2 separate regions of the Mus musculus genome follow, and region 1 is linked to region 2. A link is a contact called in public HiChIP or PLAC-seq data. All regions are on one chromosome and are shown on one strand. The core of a region is the stretch at or near the end of the contact, and the rest is flanking DNA. Distances in the headings are between cores, read along the strand shown. Region 1 overlaps Prkca (protein kinase C, alpha). Region 2 holds the start of Pitpnc1 (phosphatidylinositol transfer protein, cytoplasmic 1).

Region 1 (5,333 bases), core at 1,134-3,633, 510 kb after region 2:
GCAGAGTGGAGGAGAGCCGAAGAGAAGAGGCTTAGTGAGGGCTGGCAGGGAGGCCAGGGTAGGGCTGGGAGGTGTGTGGGGGGGAGGATGTAGGGGGCAGAGGGGGAGTAGGACCGTGGGTGATTTTCATGTTATTTTCCTTGTTTCCTTTATTTTTAACTTTTCTGCAGTACAGATACGAAAGGGCCTCAGGAGAGGCACCATCTTTGTGACATAAGATGGCCACTCTGCCACCTTTAATTTTCTTCTGGCTTTGGGCTATTCAGCTTTATTTTACAATCTGAGCATCTCAGTACTCTGATACAATGAGGTGGGTGGGTAAGGGCCGGTGTTTCTAAAAGAAATACACTTGCTTCTTAGTAGAAATAAAAGGAAAAATCCCCCTTTATATTTTTTAAAGCCTTTACCTAAGGGGCTCCCTATCTTCGTCCAGCTAATCTTTATGGTGCAGATTATCCCACACAGGCTCTGGGTTCCCGTGATTTATGTTTCAGGCCACGCATGAGCCTGGGTCCCGTTTCCATTTGCTGACTTGACTAATGGGCGCAGGCGCACTGTGCCTCTGCGTCTAGGTCTGGAAAAGAGCTCTCTGCTCAGTTTGCTTCTATTTAAGTTGCAGACTTTCTGGATCCCAGGAGATGGGAAAGAGCGCAGGTACCCGTGCCCCACCCCCACCCCGTGGATGGCTAACTCCTCAGGTTCCTGCCTGCTCTCTGCTCCTGCATTCCCACAAGGAAGGTGCAATCCCAGTGTGATGTTCGAGGACAAGCTTCCCTCCTCCTGGACAGTGTCCTCCCCCTGGCCTGTGATGTCACTTTAAAGAGGTTTTCCTTCTCTTGCACTTTGGCTTTTCCTCTTCCAGAATGTTCCTTGTAAATAAAGACCTACTTTCAGCTCAATTTTTTTCTTCCCTGCCGTGGTTCCCAGGGGTCCCCTTGCACCGGCCCCTTCCTTACTTTTCCTCTTGTCTCAGCCAGTAGGCTCTGTCAGAACTTCTGTGGGATCAAGCCCTTCTCTCTGCCATCCTCATAGGCTGCCCTCCCAGCAGGCTTTGCACTTCTTTGTCCAGCCTCCCCCACCACCTCATGTCACCTAAGCTGAAGGTCACCCCCTGGACTTGGCTCCATATCCTTTCCTTGGCAGGCACCTCTCATCTCTGGGTTGGGCATCCCCCAGTTTTGTGCTGCACCCACTCTCCGACTCTGGAGTGTTAGTGGTACCCTGTGTTGACCTGCACTGTTTCAGCAATGTGTCAGGACTGTTGGATGGCTTTTGCTAATGAGAGCATGGGCTGCCCAAGGGCCTCTCATCACTTTACACTCTTGCTGGATGAGCAGCAAGCAGGGAAGGCTTCCATCCATACGGGTGTTAGTAGGTGATGGGGAGGCAGGCGTCCGTATGTCCAGTCTGCTGAGACTAGAATCACTGGTCCTAAGACATACCTATTATGCACAGGTCCTGTTGGCTCAGCTGCTACTCTGGGAAGTTTCAGAGCTGAGACCCAAGTGAGCAGAGTTGCCCTTGGACATAGTATCTAGAAGGAGTTCTCAGTTGGGAGAATTAGGCTGTTTGAATTTCAAGACTCAAAATAAAAAAAAAAAAAAGAAAGAAAGAAAAATGTTAATAAAGATTACTCACACTGCTTGTGGCTCCTTAAATTTCCCGACTTGCTGAATGTGGTACATGAGGTCCCCGCCGTTGACGTATTCCATGACGAAGTACAGCCGGTCCTGGAGACCAAGGTTTACACGTGAGGAGGGTCCCTCCCCAGCAGAGCTTATCAGCTTTGCTTTCATATTAGCAAACACAGGGTGACCTTGACAGATCTGCTCTTCACTGAGTGGGGGATAATGTGCATCCGTACATCTGCAGGTGACGGACGCTGCTAACAGGTCAGCCTACTGGTAGTTATGCACCTCATTACAGTAAAGGCCTCAAACATTCTTTCCCTTCCCCCACACAGACTTCCCCGTACGGACAGTTCGTCTCTCAATCAGGGGTGATATGAAGACCCTATACGGGGCCTGTCATTCCATCTTAACCCCTGTTATCAATGGTGCGCATGCGTAAAAGATAGCCTGCGACTTCCAGGAGCTATGCTGGGCTAATGCAGTAAGGTGCGTAAATGGATGCTTCTGAAAACATATCTTTTGGGGTTATATTGAACTCATAAATTACGCACATGTAATGATATTTAGTGGGTGGAAGAGAGGGGTTCACCATAAAAGGAGATTTTAATCAATGTTCTTTTGCCTCCAGAATGTGCTCAAATATTGCCTTTTTCTAAATATTTTCTGTCACTGGTATGCTAAGAGCTGGCCCCACGGAGAGCATATATCATGGAGCCAAGTAAGTCTGCATAGTTATGAGGCCATTATGCTGGGACAGATGGGGACATTATGCCAGGCAGTTTAATGGGAGGACAACCAGCAGCACAACAGAGCATGGTAAGAGCTGACCTCTGCTAGAGTCTAGAAAGCAACCCCCCTTACACACCGGGGCTATTAAACATTCAAGTGTAGCTCCAGGAGGGAGAGATGACGGAGCTGGTGTCAACAGCCCCGAAGTGGCTATGGGAACCCCCGGCTCTGGATTCAATTCCTTCTTCGCAGTTTCTTCGCAGTTTTCCAGAGCTGCACGGGTGCCCGTGGGCTCACAGAACAGGGCTGAGATTGTGTTCTCCCTCCTAACCTTCCCACCAGTTCTCTCTGGAGCTCTGAGAGGGCTGGAGCCGACTGCATGACCAGTGCAAGGCTGACACACAGCGGCCGCTGCCAACATTGCATGCTTGGCGCACGCCGAGTCCACAAAAATCCCCCATTTTGAGACTCCAAGCTTCTCAAGGCATCTTGTTCCCCAAGATTTTAAAAGGAGAGGCCTAAGCACGGATCATTTTTCCATCACAGGGAAGTTTTACATGAGACGGTGACTGTAACACTAGCTGTCAGGGGAGTGAGATCTGACAGCGGCTGCTTGGAGAGTGGGGCTTGGAGGTGGGGAACCCCTCAGCTCATCGCTGCATCTTAGAATGCATGTCAGTGTGGGGAGACCAGGAAGCCCCACAGCTGGTGTCTTTGTAGTTTGAACATTTCTTTTACATTTTACTTTGCGCCTAAGGTCAGCAGAACTTTTTCCTGTAAACGGTCAGATTGTAGGGGCAAGGTTTGTGTGTTTCTTACAACTCCTCACAGCCTTCACAGTCGGGAAGCTGCTGTGGGTGACAGGAAAGTGGAGGGGTGTAGCTTTGTCCTTAGAATGTTAAATTTTGAATTTCATATGCGAGGAAATATTATAATCTGGGCTTATTTCTTGTGACCTTTCTCACAGCTCTCGGGCTGCTGGACAGGTCACAGCTTGCTCCTCCTGCTGTGTCATTATACAGAGACAGCTCCTCAGAAAACAAAGTGTCCTGGCACACCAATGCTGGGCGTGGCAGCAGCAGGATGGGGGAGGGGGTTGTCTGTAAAAGGCAGGGCTGGCTAGCTATGGTGGCACACACCTTTAATCACAGCATGTGGGAGGCAGAGGCTGGCAGATCTCTGAGTTCAAGGCCAGCCTGGTTTGCTTAAAAAGAGAAGGCAGGGCTGTGAATCCACAACTGCTTTGCGAAAGTCTTAGCCCAGGGCCTACAGGAAGAAGACCTCTCACGTACAGCCACTTGGAGGACCTTAATGGACACCCAGATCCTCCCACGTGCAGGCCCCTTATTTAAAGTGGTTTGGTATTTGTATTTATTCCATGCCCACGTGCCCACCAACACCAATCATCTCTAGACTATTTATTTCTAACATAATGTAACCACTGCTGTAATGAAAGCTGAACAGTGTGAGTTTGTTCCCAAAGGAAACGGGATTAAAGTCCCGAGTGTCTCGAGACCATGATGTAGTGTTAGACAGGAATGACAGTCCTCACCACTGTCTGGAAGCAGGAGTGCAGCTGTGTCAGAAATGGCGGCTTGTCCAGCAGGGCCAGCACGCGCTTCTCCACCATGGTGCACTCCACGTCGTCGTCCTGGATCACCACGTCCTTCTTCAGGATCTTGATGGCGTACAGTTCCTCCGTTCCCTTCCTGTCAGCAAGCATCACCTGGGGGAGTGGGGGTGGGGACAGAAGGAGAGAAGGCTCAACACTGGTGGGCAGACATCTGGTACAGGGAGTGGGGGCGGAGGTTGTGGGGAACAGTGTCGGGAGACAGTTTGGCAACAGCTGGTGCAGGTCTGTGAGTGACTCGTGAAAAAATGCTAACACATTCTGCTGTGGTTTCATCCTGGGTGGCATCCCCTTAAGTCTGCATGGAGAAGCTTTGCTCCTTGGTGTGACAAGGGTTGGGGAGTGGGAGGCCCTGTAGGAGCCGAGGTCTGCTCTGGCTTCATTTCTGATGCTTTGATGAAATATGCTTGACAAAGAAATAACTTGAGGGATAAGGGATTCATTTCAGCCATCAATTCCAGGTTACAGTTCATCAGTGCAGAGAAGTCAAGGCGGGAATGTCAAATATCTAGTCAGATCCACAGTCAAGAGCAGAGAGACATCAATATGTACATGCTTGTGCCCAGCTCACGCGAGCAGTTCAGGATGGTTTGCCTAGGGAATGGTGCTTTGGGCTGGGTCTCTCCATATCAACTAATTTAATTAAGACAATTTCCCAGGCACACGTCCACAGTCTAAACCAATTTCAACTCTGTTTTCAAGGGATTCTATTTAGGTTGTGTTAAATTGACAATTAAAGCTAACCATCACAGGCCTTTAGGTTATTGTGGGTGTGCAATGCCCTTGAAGGGCACCGTGGGATGAAGGCCACGTTTTGTTTTGTTTGTTTGTTTTGTTTTTTGTTGTTGTTGTTTTGTTTTTTTTCCTGTCTGATGAAATGATGGTGAAGTGTGTTCTGCCACATACTCCTGCCAGGATGCCCTATATTGCCAGAGACCGAAAGTAGTAGGACCACTCAACCATGAACCAAAACAGACTCTAAGTCCACCAGTCAAAACAAACCTTTTTCTCTTTATACATATATTACCTCAAGTAATTCATTATAGTTATGGAAAGCTGGCTCACATAAACTTTTGGATTTTTAAGTATTGTAAGATGCCACAAGTTAAAAATTTTCACCATTCATATTCCTTTTTAAAGTATCCATGTTTGTAGACAGTGTAGGGTATTTATATACAAAGTTGCTATTTTCGTCTGTTAATGGGGATATTTAATACTCTTCAGTGGGTCTAGTTTGGAATTTTCCATATTCATGTTTTCTGGAAGCATTTGGAGGGTAAAATGTGAGCGACCTTTGCAACCTTGAAGGCCCAGGACACAAACAATGAAAAAGGCAGGCTCAA
Region 2 (5,430 bases), core at 122-2,621:
GAGGGAGCCTGGATGCTCGGCTGGGCAGGAGCCAGCGCCTAGACCGGAGGCGACAAGAAGTCGGGTTCTAAACGGACCCTCTCCAGGCCTCCCACATGCCCCCAAGGCGGGACTCTGGTCTGCAGATCCCACCCGCGCGGAATTTGTCCCTGCAAGCCCACCTTGTAAAGAGGACATGGGGACAGTGGCTACCACCACGGCCGGTTACCCCGATACTCCGGCTGCAGAGCATGCTTGGGCTCTTATACTCTGTGCATTTGCTTAATTGGAGGGAGGGGGCGCAACAGCTCCCTGTGACGCATTGTGGTCCCCAGGAATCTGATTCTAGATGTCCCCGAAGAGCTCACCTGGACTCCCCCGCCCCACCCCCACGCCGCCTTTCCTCTGCTGGGGTGACGAGTGGGAACAGCGAATCCCCTGCCTCCTCCCCCTCCAGCCTCCAGGTTTGGGCGCCAGGGTTTCCCCGCCGCACGCAGTGGACCCGCCGGCCGAGTGGTGGCGGCTGGGGACCCGGAGCGGGCGAGGCCGGGCGCGGTGCCTACCTCGTCCACGGTGAGCGGCATGCAGATTCGGTACTCCTTGAGCAGCATGTTCCTGCCGGCCGCAGACCTCGGGAAAGAAGGGGGCGTCCCAACAGATGAGCAAGGCTGGAGCCCAGAGGAGGGCAAAGACGCTGGGAACCGGCAAGCGAAGCAGCCCCGGTGGTGCGCTCAGCTCCTAACTGCCTCCGGTCCGCCCCGGAGCATGTCAAGCTTCGGGTCCCGGTGTCTGTGACTCCCCCGCCTCCTTCCTCGCAGAGATCAGCCCTCTCGGTATTGCAAAGTCAGGCACTGAGGGAGGGAGACCCGCGGGAGACAGCTCGGATCAGCAGCCCCGGGCTGGTAGGCGCGGCCACCAGATCAGGACATGCCCGGCGGCGGGCAAGAGAGGCAAAAGGAGGAGGAAAAGGGATTTCCACAAATTCAAACAAACGCACAAAAGTCTCCTCTGGATCCTCCTCCGAAAGCAGAGCTGAACCTGGCGAGCCCCCTTTTTCTCCTACCCGTCTACCGTGGGTTAATGTCACCAGGAACACATTGCCGCGGGAGCAGGCGATGCTGACTTTCCAAACAAAGGCTCGATGGGCTCCTCTCCCCGGGCGGTAAACAAGATTTCCTGCTCTTTTTTAGGGCCAGTCCCCGAGTCTCTCCGGAGCTCAGCTGAGAGAGAAAAGGGAAGCCGCAGCCGCCAAGGCTCTGCCCTGCTCTGGGCCCCGGGTGTCTTCAACCTAGGCGGTTGGCTGCCAGCGGCTTGCGCGCGTCCCCTCCCCCGAGTCCCTCGGCTCTGAGAGCGCCGTGCGTGCCCGTGAGTTTGCAGCCACCTCGCCGCGACTGGAGAGTCCGCGCCGAGCTGCAGTGTGCCTGGGGCAGGGAGGTGGGTGCGGGAGGAGCGAGAGCGACGAGGCTGACATCAGCAGCGGCCGCGGCGGGGAGGGTAGCCCCATCCGGCCAATGGGGAAATGGCAAAGAATGTGGAGGATTTAAACAAAACAGCATGTCTCTCCCGTCTGCTGCCAGACGCCAGGGCTGTCCCAGAACCTAGAACAGCTAACGCAAAGAGAACAGAGAATCGCAAAGAAGCTATCCTGGACTCTTACAACGTTGGATCTGTTTTCAAATGTAACCTGGGTGCCATAGGGCTCTCTACTTAGTCGCTTTGGAAACCGTTTCCAAAGTGCACTAGTGCCCCTTGACTTTGGGGCTGGGGGCGTGTTTACAAATGCTCACAGCGAACATTTTTTTCTCTCTGATGGAGTAAGCAAGGCCGGAGCAAGAGAAATGATGGTTTTAGAATGGGTTTTTCTAACATGCTCTCAAGGCGGAGTTCTGCAGCAGTGTTGGTGAAAACAGAGTAAAAATGCGTGCGCGCTCGCAACCACACACACACACACACACACACACAGAGAGAGAGAGAGAGAGAGAGAGAGAGAGAGAGAAGCATTGCCTGCTACCTCTTTCTCCCTGGCTCTCTGCAATCCCAACTGCAGGCTTCCCAGAGCAGAAAGAATAGGTTTTCGTGTCAGCACTCCTAAGTTCAAAAAGTCACAGTGAAATGTCAATAAAAATGCCCGGGGTGTTGGTATTTCATCCATATTAAACAGATCTCTCATTTTAACCACAAGAAGCACATTCTTTAGTTACTCAGGAAGCAGCATGTAACTGCTGAAGTCTGGTTTTCATTTGTCTGGCATTCGGTTTTGGTTTGTTTTTTTTTTTTTTTTTTTTTTTTTTTAGCTTGTTTTCCTAAAAATGGAGGAAAAAAGTGCATCCACTGCCTATAGGAGGATAATGTGTAAACATCACTGGCTCTCAAACATAGATGCATATGTTCACACAAACGTGTGTGTGTGTGTGTGTGTGTGTGTGCATTTGTGAGTTCTGGAGACCCACATTCACCCATAGAGCTTGCATTGGGCAATGCAGACTCTGCAGGCCTCAATGGTATAGTATGTTAAAATGATGCTCAATAAGTCACTAATCAACATAATGAGGGTGGGCTCTGGCTAATGTTGTCCAGATGACCCAAGTTTAGAGCTCAGGGAACATGATCCAGCCTGCTAGGAAAATGACACCCTAAACATAGCTTATATTCTGGTAAAGAAAGAAAGAAAGAAAGAAAGAAAGAAAGAAAGAAAGAAAGAAAGAGAGACAAAGAAAGAAAACTATTTTCTAGATAAATGCTTCCCAAAGTTGGCTCTGAAATATTTACAGCAGCTAATTAAAGGTAAACCAAACACCCTGAGAAATTTTGTTTTGTTTTGTTTTTGAGACAGGGTTTCTCTGTCTAGCCCTGGTTGTCCTAGAACTCACTTTGAAGTCCAAACTGACCTTGAACTCAGAGACCTACCTACCTGCCTCTGCCTCCCAAGTGCTGGAATTAAAGGTGTAGGCTACCACCGTCCTTCAAGGTAGATCATTAAATTTGACCTGATAGTGTTGAATTGGAAGCTTGTGAGACAAAAAGAACCCAAGATGATTTTTTTTTCTTTTTTCCTTTTAGCAGAATGGCACTTAATCATCTTCACAGTGGCTTCCTACTGTGTATTTCCAATTATCTCTAGACTGCTAATACTATCTAATGTAATGTGCATGGCATGTGAATAGTTGTTATATCGCATTGTTCAGAGAGTAAGGACATCTGCCATGTGTTCCGTACATTAGTGGTTTCTGAGTATGTTTTGATCCGTGGGACAGTGGATGCACTGACAGGGAACCCACAGACACTGCTGGCTGGCTGTACTTTTCTTTTTCTTTTCTTTTCTTTTCTTTTTTTTTGTTTTTTTCTTCTTTTTTTCTTTTTTTTTGTTTTGTTTTTGATTATTTTTTTCTTTTTTTTTTTTTTCTTTTTTTTCTTTTTTTTTTTTTTGGCTGTACTTTTCTTCCACCTCACATTACAAGGTGACTTTCCCCAGTATATTGTCTTTTTCTTTCTACTTGGCTTCCTTATTTCCCCGGTCTCACTAATAGTGTGCAAGCACAGCTTTAACCATAGCAACTTGAAAGCCTTTTGGTGACAACAGGAGGCTCCAGGCTCTAAGACCTTCTCTCCCACTTTAGTCCACGAGTATTTCTTAACACCAATGGCCTCAGAAGACCTTCACTTCTCAGCTTTGATCCTTCTGCTCATCCCATTATTGCCTTCTTGGAGAATCCTTCATGCTATCCACGGCCTCATGACATTATTTTAAAGCCAAGTATTGACTATCTATCCATCTGTTATGGAAAGTAACACCGATAACAATATGCTGAATTGGTTAGGATATAATACTAGAGGTGCCTGTGTTAACATTAATACTACAGGGAACATATGGGAACATGTAGACCAGATGGAATGAGGAAGAGAGGAGGCATAAAAACGATCTGGGCGGGAATTAGGGGCGGCTAGTATTCATTACTATGGTTCGTGGTCTGGGGTTAGGGAGAGTTCATTCATAACTCATTTGTCTTGGGGAAGAGGGTGCCATCTACTGGTCAAAGTGATTGCTTGCAAGTGTTTCAAGTCCTGCCTTCAGGAGCCACAAGTGAATGACAAGAATTTTACCTCCCTCCCTTCCTTCCTTCCTCCCTCCTTCTTTCCTTCCTTTCTTTTGTTTTTCTATTGTTTATTTGTTTTTGTGGCTTTTTTTTTGGACACCAAGAGTTTCTGGAGATGGCTCAGAGGTTAAGAGCACTGTCTGCTCTTCCAGAGGTCCTGAGTTCAATTCTCATCAACCACATCTCCGCTTTGTAATGAGATCTGGTGCCCTCTTCTGGCCTGCAGACATATATGCTGTATACAAATAATCTTTAAAAATCAAGAGCCGGGAGTGGTGGCTCATGCCTTTAATCCCAGCACTCCGGAGGCAGAGGCAGGTGGATTTCTGAGTTCGAGGCCAGCCTGGTCTACAAAGTGAGCTCCAGGACAGCCAGGGCTATACAGAGAAACCCTGTCTCAAAAAAAGCAAAAAAACAAACAAACAAAAAAATCAAGAGAGAGGCCTGTCAGTGGTGGCACACTCCTTTAATCCTGGCCCTTGGGAGGCAGAGGCAGGTGGATTTCTGAGTTCGAGGCCAGCCTGGTCTACAGAGTGAGTTCCAGGACAGCCAGAGCTATACAGAGAAACCCTGTCTCGAAAAACCAAAAAAAAAAAAAAAAAAAAAAAATCAAGAAAGAGTTTCAAGTGTTTCGGTGTAGCTCTGGCTGTGCACATGCCACTAGCCATACCCTTGTTTCTTTTAAGCCTATGAAAGTCGATGCTATCACGATAATGGTTGGTTGATAAGAAATTCCATCAAAGATGGAAAATCTGCAGTTATCCGTCATCGAATGTAAAAATGAGGGTGGAGCACAGGGAAAGCAAAGGTGTCACAGGACAGATGGCACGCAGTTACGTGAGTCACTGAAGGGTAAGAATAGGATTCTTGGTCTCCCTGATTAAATGCATCCATCCTCCACCATCCAGCATTTGGCTGTGTTGAAGAGGGAGCGACAAGAATCAGTGTAAGATTCATCGATCCTATGCAAATGTCTAGTTACTCCGAACTCGGTATGGACAGCTTGTCCAAAATGGTTATATTGGGTGGGACGGGGGCTGGAGAGCTCCCATCCTGCTCAAAGACCTGGGTTCATCTAGCTCTGCAGTGGGAAGGAGAAAGGGTTGAAAGAGGATGATTTAAAAAGAAAAAAATAGCCCTTAGGAGTTGGAGAGATGGCTCCATGGCTAGGCACATTTGCTCTTGTAAAGTGTACCAGTTCTGCTCTTAGAGCTCACATCGAGTGGCTCCCAACTGCCTGTATCTCCAGTTCGGGGCCTCTAACATCCTCTTCTAGCCTCCAAAGGCCACCAATACATGTGGAAAAGTCACATTTAGGCACACCTGTAATAACTTTAGGGCTGGAAAGATGGCTCAG

The links. HiChIP or PLAC-seq counts read pairs in DNA pulled down with a chosen protein or histone mark.
Region 1: a contact with region 2 is called in an H3K4me3 HiChIP or PLAC-seq map of embryonic stem cells, with 5 times the contacts expected there. The contact joins the enhancer-like site here to the promoter of Pitpnc1 in region 2. A contact is called at or near these places in 1 of 39 promoter capture datasets (stem cell-derived epiblast-like cells), 1 of 15 datasets of contacts at CTCF or cohesin (stem cell-derived epiblast-like cells), 1 of 484 Hi-C or Micro-C datasets (embryonic stem cells) and 3 of 115 datasets of contacts at active chromatin or transcription factors (embryonic hindbrain and embryonic stem cells).

What each region holds. Positions count from the first base shown.
Region 1 is chr11:107,979,973-107,985,305 of GRCm38.p6, forward strand. It overlaps Prkca (protein kinase C, alpha), which reads right to left. Exons shown (of 17, transcript NM_011101.3): 10 at 3,913-4,086; 11 at 1,639-1,730. Among named protein-coding and RNA genes, the nearest start is that of Mir7223, 14 kb to the right of the region's middle. Within about 2 kb of position 2,384, at least 71 of the 459 cell types and tissues checked have an H3K27ac peak or open chromatin away from gene starts, as enhancers often do. A contact at or near this core is called in embryonic stem cells, where this site is marked.
Region 2 is chr11:107,469,349-107,474,778 of GRCm38.p6, forward strand. Pitpnc1 (phosphatidylinositol transfer protein, cytoplasmic 1) reads right to left here and starts at 1,372. Exons shown (of 9, transcript NM_001359616.1): 1 at 543-1,372. The coding sequence starts at 590.